2 separate regions of the Mus musculus genome follow, and region 1 is linked to region 2. The links are chromatin contacts, called in public Hi-C maps. All regions are on one chromosome and are shown on one strand. Each heading gives the region's core, a stretch centred on a gene start, on an enhancer-like site or on the middle of the called end of the contact. The rest is flanking DNA. Distances are from core to core; before and after follow the strand shown.

Evidence for each region. A called contact is a pair of places that touch in the nucleus more often than the background predicts.
Region 1: a contact with region 2 is called in a Hi-C map of the N1E-115 cell line, with 5 times the contacts expected there. The contact joins two enhancer-like sites. A contact is called at or near these places in 1 of 484 Hi-C or Micro-C datasets (the N1E-115 cell line) and 1 of 115 datasets of contacts at active chromatin or transcription factors (embryonic stem cells).

Annotation. Positions count from the first base shown.
Region 1 is chr1:51,365,340-51,368,039 of GRCm38.p6, reverse strand. No RefSeq gene overlaps it. Among named protein-coding and RNA genes, the nearest start is that of 9330175M20Rik, 33 kb to the right of the region's middle. Within about 2 kb of position 1,324, at least 2 of the 459 cell types and tissues checked have an H3K27ac peak or open chromatin away from gene starts, as enhancers often do. A contact at or near this core is called in the N1E-115 cell line, where this site is marked.
Region 2 is chr1:50,961,436-50,964,135 of GRCm38.p6, reverse strand. All of the region lies in intron 4 of Tmeff2 (transmembrane protein with EGF-like and two follistatin-like domains 2), which reads right to left. Among named protein-coding and RNA genes, the nearest start is that of Tmeff2, 35 kb to the right of the region's middle. Within about 2 kb of position 1,320, at least 35 of the 459 cell types and tissues checked have an H3K27ac peak or open chromatin away from gene starts, as enhancers often do. A contact at or near this core is called in the N1E-115 cell line, where this site is marked.

The DNA.
Region 1 (2,700 bases), core at 75-2,574, 400 kb before region 2:
CAGCCATCTCGAGGACAACTTCTCCATCTTGTCAGCAGCGTTAAACAAATTCATGTTCTTAGGCCTAGGAACAAACACTTATCCTACTTCTCCAAGAGCTTTTTTTTTTTCCTTTTATTTTTTGGTGAGTACAATGTCACTGTCCTCATACACACCAGAAGAGGGCATCAGACCCATGACAGATGGTTGTGAGGCACCATGTGGTTGCTGGGAATTGAATTCACTGGCCTCTGGAAGATTAGTCAGCGTCTGAGCCAGATCTCCAATGGGCGGTCCCTTGTTTAACCATAAAGCCAAAATATAATTAGATAACATTGAAGCTCACCTCAGTGCACCCCTCGCCTTGTGTTCCCATCCTTCAAAAATGTACAGGCTCCCTTTGGGAATGAGGTTCAGACCCTGAACTGGCTGCCTCCCTGAGCACTCAGAAAATAGACCTTTCAATTTTAAGCTTCCACGTCTCAAGTGAGTTGTTTTTTTTTTTTTTTTTTTTGGTTTTTTTTTTTTTTTTTTTTTTTGGCTTCCAACCTGAACCCAACACCAAATGTGCTCTGTGGCATGAACCTCTTTTTCTTCTCTCTCCCACTTTTTCTTTCCCTCCCTTTCCACATCCCAATACCCACAAAGCATATGAACTTGGGGAAAGCCAAAGGTTAAAATTAGAAATGTATTCTCCTTCCACTTAAAAAAAATGTTCCCTAAATAAGTAGTAATACTACATATCTGGATAAAAATTTAATGGCATTAGAGTGAGGAAATGAAACAGATTAACTCCACGGGAGGACTTGGAGAGAACCTCATGGGGATGTAGGATGTGAGCAGGGCTGGACGGATGGGAAAGATCGAGAAGGATGTAGAGACAAAGTTTAGAGAGAACATCGGATGAAGGAAGTTGCAGCGTAGCAAAAGGGAATGTGTGCTGTGGGTAGTGGACTGGCTTGAATGGCTTCAGGAGAGGGTTTCTAGCTACTGTGCTTGGGAACCAATGGGTGGAGTGCATTTGTGATGTCAGGACCAAGAGGACGACTACACTCCCCTTCATTCTGTTTTTCTCTGTGGACTTGATGGTGTGCCCCACTGGGCTGGTGACCGCGACACTCACGTGTCTAAAGTGAGGCTAGAGGAGCACTGATCCTGGGAAGAATAGTATTTCGTTATTTTATTCTCTTAGTACCAGGGAATTCTCACCATGCTTGCCGCTTCCTACAACCTTTGTGTTTGTGGGTACTTAGATGAGCTTTCCTTTTATAGATGCTGAATGTAAAGGAGGGGGCCAGATATGCACAGCTTGAAAGCCAGGTGAGGAGGTGTGGGTTTGTTTTTGGACACAAGGAAAGAACTCTGAAACTTGGAAGAAGGAAATATACAATCGAAACTGTGTTTTCTGAAGATAGCACAAAGAGCAGTATGGGAGGAAAAACAAATTACAGAGAAGAAAAGCTCAAGACAAGGAGACCTGTCAGCTGTTGTCACAACCATCTAGGAGAGTGGGCAGAGCCTGGGCTGAGGGTATGGAGGCTGTGGGAGTTTAAGAAAGAAATAAACTCAATTATATCTGGCAACATCCAGATGCAGAGGATGCAAACAATAAAGAAAAGGGCCTGGGGTCACAGTCGCCTTTCAAATTCAGATGTCTTAGGAACCTTTCATCCAATTTGACACTTTTATATGATTAAGTAGGTTTTATCCTACTGCTGAGCTCTGATATAAAGTGTGAGTCTTGATATCGCCCTCAAATCATTACTGCTGTTGAAAAGCTTTGATGGAAGCCTTGGATGCTGGGGGTGTCTGTTTGAGTAACGAAGGACTCCAGCGGGGGTGGGGGATTACAGTTAGTGAACACAGCAGCTCCTGCCAGTTTGCTGGAGAAGGAAGAGAAGAAGCGCCAGCTGCACCTCAGAGATTTGGGGCTACCATCCACACAAGCTCTGCAGCAACTCAATTGTGCCTTTCAAGAACTTTTAGTTGAGGCCCTTGATGTTGAACAGGACTGTGCTATCTGCGTTGAGGGCTTCCTGATTTCCTCTTGACATGAAAAGTCCTGTAGGAAATCAATACAATGTACTTGACTATAAATTGTTCTCTTTGTGAGGGATACGTTGGCAGCTGTCATCCACATCGGCTCTTATGAACTGCAAACCCAGTCATAGCACGTGTGGATTGTAGCCTGTCACATCAGGAATGGCTTCCAAAAGAATGCCTATGAGGCCACCTGTGACTTCACCAAGGACTTTACAGTTGTTCACAGAATGATACAACTCCAAGAAAGCACCTTTTGACAGCCTGTGAAGTTTTGCAGGATTTTACAGAATCCACAGGTGAGCGTCTTGTGGAAACTATTGAAAGGAATTGCCACCCATAGCCACACCTGTCAACAGCCATAGCATCAAAACAATCTCAATTCCTATGGAGTGTTGGAGCCCAGTGATGTCAGAGGAGAGATGCACACAATTCTTCATTCTTAAAAGGAGCTGAAAAGGGGCAGGGGAAAGCTGAATGGGAGTGCATTTGAGAAGCATCATGGTGGACTCTAGCATGAGGCATCATGGTGGACTCTAGCATGAGGCATGTCATAGCAAATAGAAGGCGTCTTGCAAGGCAAGCAGAGAGAAGTATGTATGCGGATAGAAGGAGGAGCCTTTGGCACTGGAAGTGTTAAGCCTGGAAGAAGCCGCAGCCTCCCCTTTTCTCTGGCATATT
Region 2 (2,700 bases), core at 71-2,570:
TGTGGTTGTTCTACAAGGCCAGGGGTTCTGGAGTTGAAGCCAGGTATGATCTGTGATTTCCTAGACTCTGTGCATTGCTGTGATAGATATGCTCCTGTAAGATTACAGGGTCCACAGAACAACTTGTTTTGTTAAATTTATGCCATCTAAAATAAATGTGTGATACAGAAAGAGACATTGTAGCAGTGATGATGCTCTAGGAATCAAGCACTAATGAGGTAACAGTACACAGGAGGATCACTGACAGAGAAGAAAGTCTAAGCCAAAGAAAGCAATGAGCAAAGAGCTTCACCCTATGGGAACCACAGAGCTATTAAAATCCGAGAATCCAGGCTAAGGTCATCACGCTGTCATGCTAAAGGCTCATCAACCACAGGACAGCTATTTTATTGCTAGGAAATTGCTAGACAATTGTGGCGTTCACCCGGAGGAAACGCGCAAATGCCTGAGAACCTTTCTCCGACTTTCAATAGCCTCTTCTACCTCACCTCATCTTCTTCTCTCCATTATCTCTCCCTCTTCTACACCAGGGTTCCAACCACATGTAACCTATGAAACAGCACAGTGATTTAGATGAAAATTCTATGACAGAGGTGATTTCATAACTAATGTCCATCAAGAGGCAGGCATCGCACACTTTCTAGTCCAGACTTTCAGATTTATGAGGCATAATGTTAGCAATTAGTCAGCTGTCTTGACTCAGGGATGCTTTGAAAGTCAAATTCATGGGCTAGTCTGGAGACAACTGTGATCTCTTATTCTGATGAAGAAAACACACGCTGGAACCTTCCTTCTCCCAATTCACTGAATGGTACAGTCTCTGAATCATGAGTTTGCTGTGGGCAGAGCAGAGTCTTGGGCATCCTTATGCATGACATTAGACAGATGTTCAAGAGTGGAGAAAAGGAACAAAGAGAAGATGCTACTCCCTTTTCCATTTTCTGAGGTCACATTAGATGCCTGCAGAAACGTATTATATGAAGAGGTGTTTGGTGTTCACCATCTTAGAGACTGAAATTTCAGGCAGAATTTGGAAAATTGCTAACATCTCAAAGGAGAGTCAAAAATAACAAACTTGGGAAAGAAAAGGTATTGGAATGATACTGGCTCTGAGTCCTTTGCTGACTTGAGTAGCACAGAGCTAGTTGAGATCTGTATGCCTTTCCAACTCCATTCTATGCAAATTTAGTGAGAAATATGGATAGCCCCAAGTATCTATCCCTCCAGGGATATCTATGAAAAAACTAAGCTCACATTTACATCCACAACCATGGTTAGCAACTGCCTTGTTTATGCTGACTTACAGTCATCAGCACAAAAAGTGTTCAGCCCGAGTCCTGTGGTCACTGTTCCTGGAAGGAAGTGATTTGAGGATGTACACAAAGAAAGAGAACTTTTAGTATATTTTAAAGCTTCTACATTTCAGCAATCTGAAAACTTCAACCACAGTATGACGATTCGTTAGCTAAAGACTTAAACTGTTAACGCACTTAAGATTTACAACTTCAGATTATTTTAACTTTTCAACTGGAAGAAATAACTTATATTCCAAACCCCAGAAACTGTTGGCTTTAAAGTGAAACCGGCTCCACCCTTAAGGATACAAAGCCACAAAATTAACTTCAAACCAACCCATAAAATAGGCATGGTGTGAGCTCCCCCTACTGGTACAACATTATTCCCACTTCAGGAATCAAACCAGGTTATAGTTTCTGGGACTAGCTGGATAAAACAAGAATTGCAATTTAGAATTCAAGAGAAGAGAAAGCTAAAGGAGTTTGTGAGAACCAAAAACAATCAACAAAATATAAAAAGCACCTCCCCTAACTTTAGAATAGTCTCCACGAAAGACAGCAAAAGACATGTTTATAAATATTTGAGTCAACCTGTAAGTCCCCACCCAGCATCAGACACCCATGAGTAAAATAAACAACTGTCATTCTCAAGACAACCAAGTTCACATTCGCATGCAGACAGAGAAGCCAGCAGAGCTTAATTGAAGTGATGCTTACACACTGACAATGGATCCCCTCCCTTAACAGCACATAAGAAACGCTGCAGGCTTCAGAGAAATAAAATAAATTATGTAGCACCACGGAGGCTGAACAAAGTCTGAGGGCCTTGGGGTTTTCTGCACTGGGAAATGACTTCTATATTGTTATGTGAACTGGGACAATGAAGGGGAAAGCTGTAAGTTTTATACTTCAAGCCACTCAAATTAGTTGTCCGCAGAGCAGAAAATTCAATGTGCAAGAATCAATGATAAATACAGGTAAAGTGCTACTGTGGGGACATTCGCAATAGCAGCACAACGGAAACGCAACAAAGGTGTTGAGGCTGCTATGCTGTTATAGAGAAAATATAGTGTAAGATGGCACTCCTGCTCTGTCTCGATCAACAAAGGGAGCTGTTCCAAGGTGTCTGCTATATTTGTACGGCTGCACTTTGATTATAACTGATTCTGTTATCACAATCTGCTACATAGCCTACATAGCACATAAATGCATAAAGCCATTTAAAAGCCAAATTACTGAGTTCCCTGTTATTGTATTTTACCTTTTACTGCCATACCGGGGATGATGCTGAAACTGTTGATGATAAATTTCAAGGAGTAAATGAAAAACAAAAACGTCAGACTACACAGGCTTTATTGAAAAGCAACCAACTGAAAACTCCTAAGCACGTCAGTGTGTTTGCATC